Linked DNA regions of Mus musculus: region 2 is linked to region 1. A link is a contact called in public ChIA-PET data. All regions are on one chromosome and are shown on one strand. Each heading gives the region's core, a stretch centred on a gene start, on an enhancer-like site or on the middle of the called end of the contact. The rest is flanking DNA. Distances are from core to core; before and after follow the strand shown. Region 1 holds the start of Slc25a40 (solute carrier family 25, member 40). Region 2 overlaps Gm31449 (a long non-coding RNA gene).

The links. ChIA-PET counts read pairs in DNA pulled down with a chosen protein or histone mark.
Region 2: a contact with region 1 is called in an RNA polymerase II ChIA-PET map of memory CD8 T cells, with 5 times the contacts expected there. The contact joins the enhancer-like site here to the promoter of Slc25a40 in region 1. A contact is called at or near these places in 7 of 39 promoter capture datasets (the C10 cell line, cranial neural crest, liver and 4 more), 1 of 484 Hi-C or Micro-C datasets (cardiomyocytes), 9 of 115 datasets of contacts at active chromatin or transcription factors (the 230-238 cell line, bone marrow-derived macrophages, embryonic forebrain and 5 more) and 2 of 9 other capture datasets (adipose tissue and liver).

Annotation. Positions count from the first base shown.
Region 1 is chr5:8,419,053-8,426,873 of GRCm38.p6, forward strand. It overlaps Slc25a40 (solute carrier family 25, member 40), which reads left to right and starts at 3,786. Exons shown (of 12, transcript NM_178766.5): 1 at 3,786-3,987. It overlaps Dbf4 (DBF4 zinc finger), which reads right to left and starts at 3,664. Exons shown (of 12, transcript NM_013726.3): 1 at 3,415-3,664; 2 at 2,169-2,341. The coding sequence starts at 3,460.
Region 2 is chr5:9,084,823-9,092,643 of GRCm38.p6, forward strand. It overlaps Gm31449 (a long non-coding RNA gene), which reads left to right. Exons shown (of 5, transcript XR_868245.2): 4 at 3,876-3,995; 5 at 4,224-4,810. Among named protein-coding and RNA genes, the nearest start is that of Tmem243, 12 kb to the right of the region's middle. Within about 2 kb of position 2,634, at least 101 of the 459 cell types and tissues checked have an H3K27ac peak or open chromatin away from gene starts, as enhancers often do. A contact at or near this core is called in the 230-238 cell line, bone marrow-derived macrophages, liver and 3 more, where this site is marked.

The sequences.
Region 1 (7,821 bases), core at 2,536-5,035:
AAAGGCGTGTGCAAATACTGCCTGGCTCTCTTTATCCTTCTTAAGTGGCTTTCATTTGGCTATTTTTCTAACAGTATAAAGGAAGGTTCACTATTATGTGAAAATTTACTGCTATACAGTTAATACTTGAATTATCACAAATGTCCTCTGTAAATTTTTAGCACAGTTTCTTTAAGACTCACAGAAAACAAATACGTGTGATCAATTAAACAATGACAACATTGGGACGATCCAAAGCAAAAGAAAATAAAAGGATAGACAGGTTAAATAAAAGTAAAAATTGGAGGAAGAGAGAACCATTGAAATAAATGACAATTTGATAAAACTGGGTTCCTTTAAATATGGACAGAAACCAGGACCTAAGGACTAAATTGACATCGAATTAAACAGCAAAGACCAGAAGTAGGTACTTTCTTTTCCAACAAGAAAAGTGGTGGACTGTGGAAGTCAGTGCTCTTTTGCCATGGCTTTGGCAGCACGTGCCCCCCCCCCCTACCTGCAAGCTACCTCACTAGCCCAGCACTTGCTTGTTCCTAAGGGGAGGGTGCAGATGCAATAAAACAAATTCTGCAGCAGAGGGTTTTCTGCATTGAAGGCAACCACAGGGATCCCAACACCTGGAGAGCTTACCTCAGGAAAACATCACTTTTATGATCAGGTTAACTCCCCTGCCACAGTGTTACAAAACTTATGTTTTCAGGATAGCCACTGAGATACTTGAAACCTTTCAAGGGTAAAATCTGACATACATAAAATCAAAATGGTCTGTAACAACCATTTGTGGTAGAAGTCATTGAAAATTTGTTTCTTGAAAGTATCTTAGGAGGTGTTGTGAGGATGGGGGAAGAAAGAAAAGGGTGGTGGAAGTGATTCCTGTGCCAGCACCAACATGACACTGCTGATTTAGTCAAAGCTCCCTTTTATGGGTTCCCAAGTTGGACTTAGAGATACAACATCGTCTGAAGCATCTGCTGTGAGAAGCACACAGGAGGGTAACGGGAGTAACTGACTGCAACACAGTTTGTATATGAATGTAACTGACCAAGAGAGAGTGGAATCCATGTGCCTTTCATAGTCAAAGTGAGATTCCATCAACTGCCTCCCAAAGAATGCAGGCAAACGTCAAGGGCAGGCAAGGAAAATATCACATTAATGAGAAACTCTAAGAAACTCGTGAAGTATTCTTGTGAATTTTCAGTCTGGGAACAAAATGTTCAAAACTGCTAACTTTCAGTCCAGCAGAAACCTCTGAAAACAGTAAAAATCATAATAACCACATTTGCTAGATTTTAGGTAACATTAACAATACACCTAAGAAATCTTAGAGTTTTGCCAAAGTTTTCTAATCATAAAAAAATGGATACAACAGGGAAGGCACTTTACTACTACTCTGTGGGGTATGTTGGCGCACACCTTTAATCCCAGCACTCAGGAGGCAGAGGCGGGTGGATTTCGGAGTTCAAGGCCAGCCTGGTCTACCAAGTGAGTTCCAGGACAGCCAGGGCTAAACAGAGAAACCCTGTCTCAAAAATTGTTCCCTCCATGACAGGTGCCTGCTCACTGAGTACTTCTCTCCTGGCACGTAAGTATACATATACACACAAGTGTACACTAGTAAATTGTATGCCACATATATAATAATTATACATATACGTGTGTGTGTATATATACACACACACATACATACATGTATAAGTATATATATATATATATATATATATATATACACATACACATACATACACGTATATGTATAAAACTAAAGAATTATTTTAACACATAACAGCTCCCCTCAGTCATCAGTCAAATGGCTCCTGGTATTTTGAAAGAAAGGGCAGGTTTACTAGGACATAGGAACCTCATTTCTTTATACCAAACCACCAATCACAGAAACTTGACATTTTATCAGGCTACAAAAGGCTTTAAAAAAAAGCCTTTATCTTCTGATGTTGGGACTTGAACACAGAAAGTCTTTCACATGTCAGCAGGTGCTAGACCACTGGGTTACACTCCCAGTTCCCAAGTGATTCACTAATAACCAATAGCTCATCAAAGCTGCTACTGCTAAATGGCTGTAATTTCCAAAATGAAATGCCCTGGTAATTTATATTACAGAACGCCAAGTATTACTTTTCTCAACTTCTGGTGGGTGTGCGGTTCTCACTTACCCCTCCGAGTTCCTTTATATCTTTTTGTAGTTTCTCACATATGGTGATAGAAGGCAAGTCAAGGTAAAATATTTTTCCCCAAAGGGGCTTATATTTGGATTTTTCCAGTCTATTATCAGCCTTCAGGGATTTCAAGGATGGTCGATTCTTTTCATTTCTGTCTTGGATGCCACCTGTGATTACAAAAGAATCAGGCAACATTTTATGCAGACAAATTTTTAATTTATTTTACAAAAAATGTTCAACAGCTTTATTGCAGAAAGGAAACATTACTAGTCATAACAAATTAAGTCATTAGAATCTAAATGTTTTCCCTAATATTACCACTTAGGATGAAGGCAAACTGTCCTGTATGGTTTCCACAAAACTCTATACTGGAGAACAAGAGCTGAATCAGCAGAAAATAGTTATTATTTACTCCTGTTCCGTGTATGAAGCAGGAATTCTATAGAGCTGTTCTGGAAAACTTACCTTCTCATGGTGTAAACGTCATGTGGGTAATTAACAGGTCGGTGAAAACCCAACACAGGTGTTTCAAATATTTAAAGCTTATTTACCTAGGTAGCCACACACACTCATCTAGAATAAACAACCTAATTCTTAGGGGTTACTAAATGCTGGCATTTTGGTTTCATAGTTTGTCTAGTACTTAAAAGAACTAGACGAGGGAGTTCATGCACTTTGTTTACATATTAAGAACCTAAGCCCACTAAGGACTATGCCATCCATCTTTTATTTTAAAAGCAGATGAGAATCAAACATCTTCTTTAAACTTTCGAAGACAACCTGCACTTTAGTACTTAGTTACTAGACACACATGCACCTCTTAGGAATTTTCCCTATAATGAAAATTTTTTATATTAAACATTGAGATTGAAATCTGCTTTTGTCTATGAGGTTGAAACACACACACATACACCTCTCCGTCTCCCTCACGAGTGACGGGAACAGTCACAAATGGGCGTGGGCGCCTCCTCCGTGGGGCCGTCGGGGACCCGCGCATTGTCTGAAGCCTGCAGCCCCGGGAATGCCGGGTCGCTCGCGGCCGAGGCGGGGAGAGCATGAGGGGCCCGGCCAGCGTCGGTCCCTCACGGAGACCAACACCGAACGCCTCGCGGGCGCCGAGAACCCACAGAAACGCAAAAGCGGCAAGAGGCCCTCCGCAGGAAGACTCTCTAGAACCCTCCGTGGAACCAGCCAGGCAGGAAACGATTAAAGGGACCGCGGCGGGGGAGGGGCTCCATACCCGGGAGAGGTGCTTTGCTGTGGATCCTCATGGTCTCGAGGTTCATGGCAGCCACCAGGCACCTACATGCTGGGTCCGCACCGGGGGCCGCATGGAACGGCCGCGAACACAAAGCTCCCAGGGCCTCCCCGGCCCCGGCTCCGGCCTCGGCCTCGGCGCCGGGCCGCGCTTGAGGGCCGGTTCCGGCGCGGAGGCTCGGAGCAGGAAGAGGCTGTAGCTCAGACCCGGGAGCCGCGGCGGTTAAAGATTTGAAAACGCGTCACGCGACCGCGGCGCCCAGACGCGCTCCCCGCCCTTCCTACGCCGGGGCCGGCCTCGCGCAGGCTCCACCTGCCCCGCCTCGCGCCCCGCGGGCCCCGCCCCCGGATGCTGACCACGCCCCCGGCGCGCCAGCCCGCGGGGCCTCAGACCCGGCTCTCCCGCGTCCTCCTCGAGTTCCGGCTCCGCTCTGCATACTTGGAGTGTGGGGCAGCCAGGGCGGTGGACGCGGTTAGCCTCGGAGGCTTCACCTCGTGGTCGACATCACCTGCTAGGCTGGCTGAGACCCGGGCCTTGCAGTCGCCTCGCCACCAGGTACTCCAGTTAACCCTGTGTGGGACGCGGGGCCGGCCCTGGGCTCCCGCCGACCTTGCAGACGGGCCGCAAAGGTCCCGGGTGGCCGCGGTGGCGGCGGGGCCGGGGTCCACCCGCCGGATCCGACTCTCGCAGCCCTTTGGGTACTTTGTTCTGTACAGACCTGTTCTTTCTCTCTGTGTGTATAATTGTCCTTTTTGTAGCAATAAAAGAGTGGAAAATGAAGTCTCAGGGTTTTTCATCTGTAAAACGGGAATACGGGATTATGGTCAAGACGAAATTCAGGCGTACGTGATTTGTTTTAATTTTGCTTTGTAAATGAGAAAATGCCTCACAAAACTTGTTTGGAGTATACTTCTGCTCTCACCCATACAGACGTTATGCTTTGTACTGTTCTGCATTTCTTAACTCCTGGCTATAATAGACACTCCTTATAGTATTGATTTTTGATGGAGTACCCTCAAGACAGTCAGTACAAATAAGTATATTCAGGCACAGACAGGTGAATTGTGAGACTATTCGCCAAAGACAACATCAAGTTGGATTAGCATTGCTAAAAGAAATGATTTTGTTTTAAACAGGTTATGGACGGAGGCTGGAGCGACAGTCATCGAACTGTCTATCTGTATTAAACTGCTTTAGACAGTCGGAGCTAATTTGTAATCTCAAGAAATGTCCGGAGGAGGGAGCCAGAAAGGGAAATATGTTGAGACATTGTACTGATGAATTTGAATTAATATACATGTGCTTAACAGACCTTGAGAAGGAGGAGCAAACATTTTTTAAAAATGAGGAGAGGATTCAATTTTCAAAGCGTAAACTACGGAAAGGAAACAGAATTTCCATGTTTGTAAACTGGTTCAAATGTTTGAGAAGCACTAATACAGAGTAGAATTAAAGCCACGAGGGAAGGGGGAATGCCTTGGAGTAGAGCTTGTGAGATGAAGTGGAGAGTCAGGGGATGAGGCAGTGCGAGTGAGGAGAGGGAGAGCAAGCTGAGTTGGAAGAGACTGGGAACAAATCTTAATAATGGTGGGGAGGAATGGAATTTTTTTACAGAATTGGTGGTCCCAGCTTCCCAGCTAATCTAGGAATTGGATAATTCCGAGGCTCCGATTTAGTCTGTGAAGAGAGTACTGGTTCTTAGCTGTTAGGGGGACTAAGGGGAATGCGCTTGGAAGCAGTAAGCCTGGAACTGAAAAATTCTAATTACTGTCATGTTGATGACTTGACTCAGCTTCGTCCCCAACCGAGTTCAAACCGGTTAAAACCTGAACTATAGGCATCTGTGGTGGCTTGGGAGGTGCCACCCACTTCCTTAAGAGTAGTTAGAATGATAATAGAGGTAATTACAATTTGAGTGGTAATCTAGCTAAGTAATAGATAACCTGTGGACCTGACCTCTATGGTGGAGCACACTGAAGAAAGAAATGATGGAGAGGAAGAGGTGGCCGAAGGGAAAGGGGGTTGTTTTCTTTTTCTTAATTTCTTTCTTCCTCTCTCTTCTCTCTCTCTCTCTCTTTGATGTTTTCAGAATTTGGAAAAGATGTAATCATGTTTCTTTGGAAAATAAAACTGGAAGTTGTTTTATGCTCTTGTGAAAGGTGATTTATATTTCTTCTGAGATAAGACAATCAAAGAGTTGGAACCATGTTAGACTCATTATGTGTCATGTAAGGTATAATTCCAAACTATGAATAAGCAAAACATCTACTCACCACCTAGGTACTAGTGTTTTTTTGTTTTTTTGTTTTTAGTCAACTCCTAGTACCCCATGGAACCCAAGTTTTACAGCAGCCACAGGAAGAAGAGTTTGGTTGTATGAAGACAGAAGTCTCTACACATCCTGTCAGTAATCAGGACTAAATGAATGTGGTTTATGTTCTTGTTTCTTGTTTTGAGACAGTCTCCCTTGTAGTCCAACCTAGCCTGGGGCTTACTGTCTAGCCTAGGCTGGCTTTGAATTCAGTAGAGATCCTCTTGCATCAGCCTCCCAAGTGCTGAAATTTCAGGAATGATGACCATGCCCACCCTAAAGATCTTGAAAATAGACTTTAATAGATTCCTTAAGATGTAAAGAAGGCTTTACATACAAGAATAAATGAATTGGTCCAGAGTTATAGTAAGAAACTGTATTAAGTCACTCTGTTAAAAACTAGAAAGCATTGAGCAGAATTTTGTGCATCCAACTTGTTTTTGTTTTATTTTATTTTTTGAGACATAGTCTCAGTATATAGCTCTGGCTGTCATGGTCTACATGTCATTATGTAGACCAGGCTGGCCTCAAACTCAGAGATCTGCCTACCTCTGCCTCCCAAGTTCTTGGATGAAAGCTCGAAGTCAACTTGTGGTCCATAAACTAAATGCATCCTAGGATAGCTATGAATGCCCAGCACATTTGTAGACGGCAACATGATGTAATGGTGTCAAAAGTTTGGACATCCCTGGAACTAAGTGAACATTTATTTGGCTGAGTCAAGAGAACTTAATTCAGTTAGTACTGGCCTAGCCTTAAAGCAATTTTATGACCCTTGGACAAGTTCTAAGAGTGTGTGTTTTTGTGTTTGTGTGCATGTGTACACGTGTGTATTCTAGACACTGAACCAGGTACTTTGTGCTTTACACTGAGTTGTATTCCCCTTTGCTCTGTAATTTCCTTGTCTGATAATGAAGTTACTATCTGTGCAGTCTGCCTCACCATTTTTGTGATTATCAAAGGAGGCCTCATTAGCTTTCTCACATCATGTCAAACATAACCAAATGCACATTTTATATTCTTGCATTTAGATGACGAATACTTTTCTAATAACGCTCTCCTGTTTTACTTCTTCCATTTAAGCCTTTCTTGCCAAAAGGTGTTTTCTTTCTTTCCTATTCATAGTAAGCCTAACTTAGACCCAGTGTTTATCTACTGCTCATTTGAGGCCTGTAATAATAATTTTAGACTTAGCTGCCAACTGTTAATGCGTATGTAACGTTGTGGTAGAAGCATTTAAGGGAGCAGAGGGTACAGCTCATGACGTCCAGGAAGCAGAGCACAGGGAGGGGACAAGACCGTAAGGTTAAAGAGAGTTTGTGAACATCAGAGTGACATGCTGCCAGTGAAAGTGTACATTAGTCTGTCGGTCTAGAAAGGAAGTTTGTATCAAAATGTGTTTGTGAGAGACAGAGTCTTGCTGTGAAGTTCAGACTGGTTTGGACCTTCCACCCTTCCTTATCTGCTCCTGATTGCAGGTGCTCACCCCCACAGCAGGCTTTGTAGTAAGGGGGTTTTGTTTGTTTAACGCTTGCTTGGTTTTGAATTCTTTGAGACTGGGTCTCCCTGGGTTTTCTGGCTGTCTTGGAAGTCAAAATGTAGACCAGGCTGGCCCTAAACTCAAAGAGATTCTCCTGTCTCTGCTTCCCAGGTGCTGGGGTTAGAGGAAGGTGTCACCACACCCTTCTCTGTATTTTTAATAGTATAGCCTTAGTTTACACTTAGGTAAGTGTAGGAAGACTACAAAAAGATACATGAATTGGATATTATATCATCATGGTTTCCCACTGAGAATTTGAAAACCTAAGTATAAGAGATTGCTTAAGCATAATTATATACTATTCTGCAAGTGCTAAAAATGACATAAACATTTATCACAGTGTTTGTTTACATGTATAGCAGAGTACTAAACATAGATAGTATTTACTGTTTTTATAAAACAGCATATGTACATATATCAATATCTATGTGTTTGTATATGTATATATGACTTCCAAAAGTAATAATATTGCCTGTCTCATTAAGTTTTGTAAAGATACTGATTAAGGTTGTGTGCTTTTATTATATAACTATGCAAC
Region 2 (7,821 bases), core at 1,384-3,883, 660 kb after region 1:
CTATGTTTCTATAGACCCAGCTTGTTCCTGCCCTTAAGTTTTATACGCATTCTTCTCTCATCTCTAAATCTTAAACAACATTCCTCACAAAACATCTTACAACTGCATTTACAAACCTCACAAGATTAGCTTGCTTAATTTTCCAACCTTATTGAAATTCTATTCTCTGAGCAAGAAGCCTGCACCCATGTCTTGCTGTGTACTGTTCTTTCTCTCTCTCGCTCTTTCTCGCTCTCTCTCTCCCATGATGAAGTATAAAATCTGTACTATCACTTAACCTAATAAACATAATGACTTTGCTTTACTTTGACTAATCCTGAAATTCTTTTCTGTAGCATAGTTAAGGACTTAGCTTACCCCAAGTGGTGTTCCCCCAGGGGTAACTCACATGTTGGAGTGGACCACAGCTGCATCTTTTTAAGATGGCTGACAAAGGGAGTGGCTTCAATGAATACATTTTAAAAATCAGTCACTAAATGTCTTTTAATTGCTTTTCATCCATTGAGGCTGTTCTAGTGAGTAGCCATTCAGAGAATAAAACCACGGCTCACCTACTGTGTTCTGTTTTACTCGAACAACTGCCCTGGGAAAGGAGGGACTTTCCTTTCTCTGTGATTGTAAAAGAAACAGCTCTGAGAGCTGTTCAGGGTTATAGTTCTTGCTATTCATCTGCCTCAGAGAGAAACTCCAGTAGAGTCTGCAGTATCAGTCTGCAGTAACAGAACAGCACTGAGCCTTAGCTTTGCTAAAAGCCCTGCTGTTTTCTAAGACGCCCATGGAGGAGATGCTAGAGAAGGGTTTGCCATACTCTACACTGTACAGGTTATTTTAAAAAGTTGTCCCTCTATTCTCATAGCATGGTTGCACTTTAGATCTGGCTAGGTAATCTATAACCTTTCTTCTTAGAGATAAAGAAACTACCACCCAAGCAGACTCTCACAGATCAACCCAGAATGGAATCCCCCAGTTATTAAGCTGGCAGTGGTAGAGCACTCGCCTAGCTCTAGTCAGGCCCTGGATAAAAAACAAAATGACTGATCTGTTTTTTTCCAAAGCAGCTATATTACTTTCAAGGCTGTGCAGGAGGCTCACAGGCCCTGTCTGCCTTCAGTTGTACAGAGAGTGTGTATGTACAGGTTGTTGCAATGCCAATATTTCCTGCATCTGTCAATCAGTTCTCCCAGACTGCATTTTGACTTTTGTATTTTATTTCATGGGGTCCACTGAGCAAGGCTGCCTAGTCACAATCAGTGCATAAATGCTTTGAGACAATGTTGCTTTTGGGGGAAGACTCAGCAGGTAGGTGAGAGACAGCAGGTCAGCAAACCTCAGGCACGTTTCCAGGTTTGCAAGCCTTGCATCCTTCAACACCAGTAGCAGAACAGGGTTTGAGTGTGACCCTGCCAGTATCCAGCTGCTTGATATACTTAAGTGTGGGAAGCCACATGTGCCGTTGCAGGGTGGCGCTGGCTTCTGCTGGCCACCACGCATACATAGGCAGTAAAGTTCTTTTGCCAAGATGAGGTTTTGAGAATTAACCAAAATTAACCAATCAGATGAGAGAGAAGTTAACCAATCAGATGAGAGAGAAGTTAACCAATCAGATGTAGGCATGCAAATGAGGTGGTAAGCATAACCCAAGCACAAACAATCCGGGTGTGAGACACGCCTCTCCTAGGCCTATATAAGCAGCACCAGTTCTGGGCTTGGGGTCTTTTTGCCTCTGTAATCAAGCTCTCCCAATAAACGTGTGCAGAAGGATCCTGTTGCAGCATCGTTCTTGCTGGCGAGTCAGGGTGCGTGCAAGACTTAAGTCATCAGACAAGATTGTGTGTGATCAGATGGAGTTGTGGCTTACCTGGTAGAGTCCTTGCCTAGCATGTGTGAAGTCCTGGGTTTGATCCTCAGAACTGTCTCATAAAACTGGAGTGGAAGTGTGTGCACTAAGGAGGAGAGGCAGAAGAATCAGAAATTCAAGGTCATCTTCAGCTACATGGTGAGTTCAAAGACAGCCTGGGCCATTTAAGAACCTGTCTCAAGAAACCAAAACACATCACCACCACCACTACTACCACCACCACCACCACCACCAATACCACCCATTACCACCCACCACCCACCACCAGCAACAACAACAAAATACAATAATAAACAAAAAGCAGAAGAGAACAGATTTCATGTGGCCAGTTGTTCCTCCCCAACAGAGTTTAACATTTGTCACTGACAGGGTTCTGATTTTTCTTTCACTCTGTCTGTTTCCTTTCTTGGCCTCTTCCTTCCTGTATTCACTTCCGTTTCAGTTGCTAAATACTCTTGCCTTTGACAGTTGGGCCATTGATGTTACACACATGAATGTCTTTATGAAGAAGAGGTACTTAGTGTGAAGAGAACATGTTTCTGATTGCCCCAGTTTGCTTCTCTTTTGCCGTGATAAAACTTTTTGACCATCACCAACTTGAGGGAGGAAATGGTTTATTTGGCTTACACTTCCATAGTTTACCAAAGAGGAAAAGACACAACAGTAACTCAAATGAACTGGGAAGCAGAAACTGAAACAGAGATCATAGAGGAATACTATTTATAGGCCTGCCTTCTCAGGCTTGCCCCCACCCTGAGGCCTGCCCCCTCAGGCATGTACCCACAGGCCTGCTTTCTCAGGGTTGCTCGTTGCTCCCTCAGGTCTGGTCCCTCAGACTAGTTCCCCTCAGGCTAGTCTTCTTCAGGGCTTCTCCCTCAGGCCTGTACCTCAGCCTTGTTCCCTTAGGCTAGTGCCCCTCAGGTCTGCTCTCTCAGGCTAGTCCCCCTCAGGCCTGCCCCTCAGGCCTACTCCCTCAGACTAGTCCCCCTCAGACTTGTCCTGAAAAGGTCAGCATAGGAACTTTGGAAAGGTCATGAAACACTCTCCTCTCCAGAAGGGAGAGGCTAATTAGCATTTCTCAGACACAGGATGGGAATGGACCTGCAGGTAAGGACACATTCCACAGGACTGACCTTTTGCTCACCTTCAGACAAGGGAAGTCCCTGTCACCTCATTCCCTAAAGACCAATCAATCATATTGTACCTAGTTGCTGATGCTTTGTTCTGGCCCTGGAAACCATATAAAAACTCACCGAACTGGTGCTGGTAGTTGCCACCTCTTCTTCTGGTCTGGGACAACCCCAATGCACTGGAACAATAAATTCCTCTTGCTTTTTGCATTGATCCTGGCTCTATGTGGTTCACTCGGGGTCCCTGGTATGCTAAGGCTCTCCAAAGTCTTTACAGCCCCTCAGGCTTGTTCCCTCAGGTTAATCCTCCTCAGGCCTGCTCCCTCAAGCTAGTTTACCTCAGGCTAGTCCCCCTTATGCCTGCTCCCTCAGGCTTGTTCCCTCAGGCTAGTCCCCCTTAGGCCTGCTCCCTCTGGCTAGTCCCTCTTAGGCCTGCCTCCTAAGGCTAGTCCCCCTCAGGCCTGTTTTCTCAGGGTTGCTGGTTGCTCCGTCAAGCCTGCCCCTTTAGCCCCCCCCTTAAGCTTGCCCCCCCCCAACTTGTTCCCTTAGGCTTGCTTATCCACTCTATTTTTCACACAGTCCAACTCTACCTTCTTAAGGGTGGCACCTCATTCAGTATGTTAGGCCCTCCTACATCAATTAGCAGTTAAGAAAGTGCCTCGCAGACATGGCCAAAGGCCAGTCTTACCTGGGCACTTCTTTAGTTGAGGTTCCCCTTTTCCAAGTGGCTCTAGGTTGGGGTCTAGGTTGACAGCTGATGCTAATTTATGACCCTTGACACACCTCCTAAGGGAATTATACAGACTTCCCTAGGGATTCCTTGGCTTAAGCATTCAGCTCTCCCCTCAGCTTCAAGGAAAAGTTGAAGTCTAATATTTTCCTTGTAGGTGCTGTTTTCAAGGAAGGTTGAGAGGGACAAGATGGCTGTGTAAATAATCAAGAGTTCCACAGAGGATGCAAAGAGAGCACAAAGCATCTGAGGGGACATCAACTCAACTTGGTGAAAGGTTTTTGCTTGTTTCTTTCCGGTTGAAACAACCCTTTTAAAAGTCTGGTCACAGAAAATATTTACAGGGTGAGATTTCTATGATAACGAGACACCATGGAATCTAAAAATATGAGATGGGTAGGCACATCTTATTCTGATGAAAGGAGATGGAAGGAAAGATGGAAAGAGGTTGTTGGGGATCGAGGGAATTCCCATATGATGGTTTCTGTCCTCTTTTGGTCATTAGGTGTCTGAGCCATCTGCTGAATGGAAAGTGCCCAGAGGGTAAGTAGATGATGTGCCAGTGAGATTCCTGGAAAGAAGCAAAGCCTGAATGACTGATTAGGACTGCAGTGACATGGAATGACTGGTTAGGACTGCAGTGACATAGATTGGTTAGGACTTCAGTGACATGGAATGACTGATTGATTAGGACTGCAGTGACATGGAATGACTGGTTAGGACTGCAGTGACATGGAATGACTGATTAGGACTGCAGTGACATGGAATGACTGGTTAGGACTGCAGTGACATAGATTGGTTAGGACTGCAGTGACATGGAATGACTGATTGATTAGGACTGCAGTGACATGGAGATGTTAGAATGTTGCTGGCCCAGACACTTACTGTATCTCAGCTAAGCTTTGGCCATGTGAATAGCCATAGTGAATAGCCACAGTTCAGCTCTGTGGCAGAACTAATACCTTATAAAGAATAAACAAATTCCATTTGGGACCTACTAACTTAGCAGACCACTAGCTACACTAACCCAGAAACTAAGAATGTCATCAGATACCATCTGAACCCTAGGAGAGAGTTCCCTGTAATTATGTACCCGCCTCTCTGGTGTATTTTAAACTTGCCTTGACTTATGGCTTTCTTTGTTCTGTAAAACTATAAAACTCTCATGAAACTGCTTGCACAGTGGAACATGGAATTTGGGGGTAACTTATATTCATGCTCCCAAGCCATGGTCACTCAAATTTGGCTTTAGAATAAATTATCTCTTAAATCACTTTGAGGTGAGGGTTGTTTTTGTTTTTAGGTTTTTGTTGTTGTTGTTGTTTTTGTTTTTGTTTTTTATTTTCATCACAAAAGCTGTAAAGAGTTGCTTAGGCAATGCAGGAATTCCATATGTCTTTAAGCACACAGTTGAAGCTGGCTGTCTGATTAGGGAATGCTAAACTCTCCATCTTTAATGGATGTCTGACCACAAATGCTGAGAATAGGGGTTACTGTTATAGGAGACTTTATGCACACACATGCATAAAGCAAATAGAAAAAAAACCTGGAGACTTGTGGGAAGAGAAAGCACAGTGATAGAACACCGAATCTCAATCAGAAGAAAGTGGGTCCTTCACATACCACCAAAGGATGGGAGATAGACTGACATGGGTGGGAGGAAGTGCTGGGAAAGCTACTGCAGACAGGCTGAGATTCTGGGTGTTGACAAAGTTCAAAATGTGCAAAACATACAGCAGAGACAGTGCGGATGAAGAATCAGGATGCAGACCAAGAATCAAGGAGCTGAGGTGGTGGCCATGGCAGCAGCAGCAGCAGCAGTGGTGTTGGTGGTGGTGGCAGTGGTTATGTGTGTGTCTTAGATGGGGGTAGGGGATGGGAGTGGTGATTATGTGACCTTAACCCATTTTGTAACAACGATGTAAGTGATTTTCAAGCTTTGTATATCTGATTCCTCAAGAGAGTTAGTAACAGCAAATATAATTCATTCGCTTTAAGGTGAGACTGGAATTTCCGTCTGTCTTCTTCATTTGTATTATTGTATTAAGTGGAGTTATGAAAGGACCTATTCATAATACTCTTCCAGCATAACCCCATCCCCCACCCCCTTTTCTTTCTCCTCCCTTTTTCCTGTTCTCAGTCCCCTTCATTCCCCTAGAGAGTTTCAGTTCTACTTTCTTGTTATCTATGTATCTGCATAAAATCTAGGACCATATTTCCTGAAACTGGCTTAACTCATTTCAGGTATTTACCTTCAGTTGCACTCATTTGCATTGAAATAGCATAACTTCATTTTTCTTTACAGCTGAAAATAATTCTTTGTGTTGTACAGGCTACATTTTCTTTCCCTGTTCCTCTTTTGATGGGCAGTTCTAATTGCCTCCATAACTTAGCTACAGTGATGCAGTAAACGTTGATGGGGAAGAAATTCTACATTTCTCACAAGCTATGACGCTAACATGGCTCATCTGGAGCCGCCACACTGAGTGCCAAGACACTGCACATCCTGCCGTTGACATCCATGTAATTCTCTCTTTCATCCAACAACACTCTACCACCATGTGCTGAAAGGAGCCGATTTTAAAAGATCACGTTTCACCTGATCCCTGACATTATCTGGTAGGGAGGTGGGGATGGGATGCACCTAAGAATCAATACCTAATCTGTACTGAGCTAATCAAAGTTCGTTATGAGAAGGGACAGAGGTAAATCTGTGGTAGAGCCATTTGCTTGCCAAGATGGAGGCCCTGGGTTTCATCCTCAGCACCAAGAACAAGACAAACAATTACAAAATTTGTTTATGTGTGTGTGACTCTTTGAGTAAGAATGGCCCCTGTAGGCTCATATATTTGAATGCTTGGTTCTCAATTGATGGTTTACCCTGTTTGGAAGATTAGAAAGTATAGCCTTTTTTGAATAGGTGTGTCCTTGAGGGAGGAGGTGTGTCACAGAGAGTGAGCTTTGAAGTTTTCTTGGTGGGGGGGGGGAGGGCAGGGCTCAGATTTCAAGATAGGGTTTCTCTGTGTAGCCTAAAACGGTATAGTTCAGGTGAGCCTAGAACTAAGAAATCCAATTACCTCTGCCTCTAGAGTGCTGGGATTAAAGGGGTGCATGATCACCAGCTCTTGTCTTTCAGGTTTTAAAATCCCTGGCAGGCCAGGCCCTTCTGCCTTGTGCCTGTGGGTCAGGATATAGCATTGAGCTACTTCTCCAGAACCATGTCTGCCTCCATGCCATGATGATATTGGACTAACTTTCTGAAACTATAAGCAAGACCCCAATTAAGTGCTTTCTTTTACAAACATTGACTCTATCATAGGGGGTCTCTTTACAGGAACAGAACAGTGACAAGGCAATGTCAATTGAAGTAGAAATCACATTGTGCTTGGCAACAGTGAGGCACCATAATATAGGTCCATTTACCCCATATTTAGCACCCCAAAGTGAAAGCCAAATGGGGAAGTGCGGGAGAAGTAGACATCATGAGAAAACTGGAATTTAAGGGAGAAAATGGTAGCAGTGTTTAGAAAATTGGTGACCCAGAGAAAAAACTATCAGTGAAACAAGGTCATTGCCTCTGAGTCAACCTTTTCCCCAAGCCCACAGGATCTGGCCTGGACAGCTGCCTCTTCTTGCTCTTCTCCTTTCATAGTCTCCTTTGGGGTCTTGAAGCCTTCTCTCACAAGGCTTTTCCCTGTCATCTGAAGACAGTTGGCATCCCTCACACATGCCATCATGCACACACTATCCAGTACTATCATCCTAGCCAAATTAGCAGAATCTTTAGCTGCTGGGATGCTTCCAAAAGACTGTCACAGTGGGGCTTGTCGACTGTTTGCCCGCCCTCATAAAGAACAACGGTGTGGAGAGAGGGACTTGAGGTCCTCATCTGAGTAGCCAGCCATCTCTCCTACACTATTTGCAAATGGACTAGGTAGGACTACTGAGGGAAAGGTTAGAGGATACATGTGGGGAAGAAGGAGAGGAAGGAGGCTCCATTTTCATAGCCATGGGGAGGCCATCAGCACTGCTGAATGCAGACCTTTCATTCATTGTGGCTGCATCAGGGTCATGTGTGCTCATGTTTGTAACCCCTCATCTAC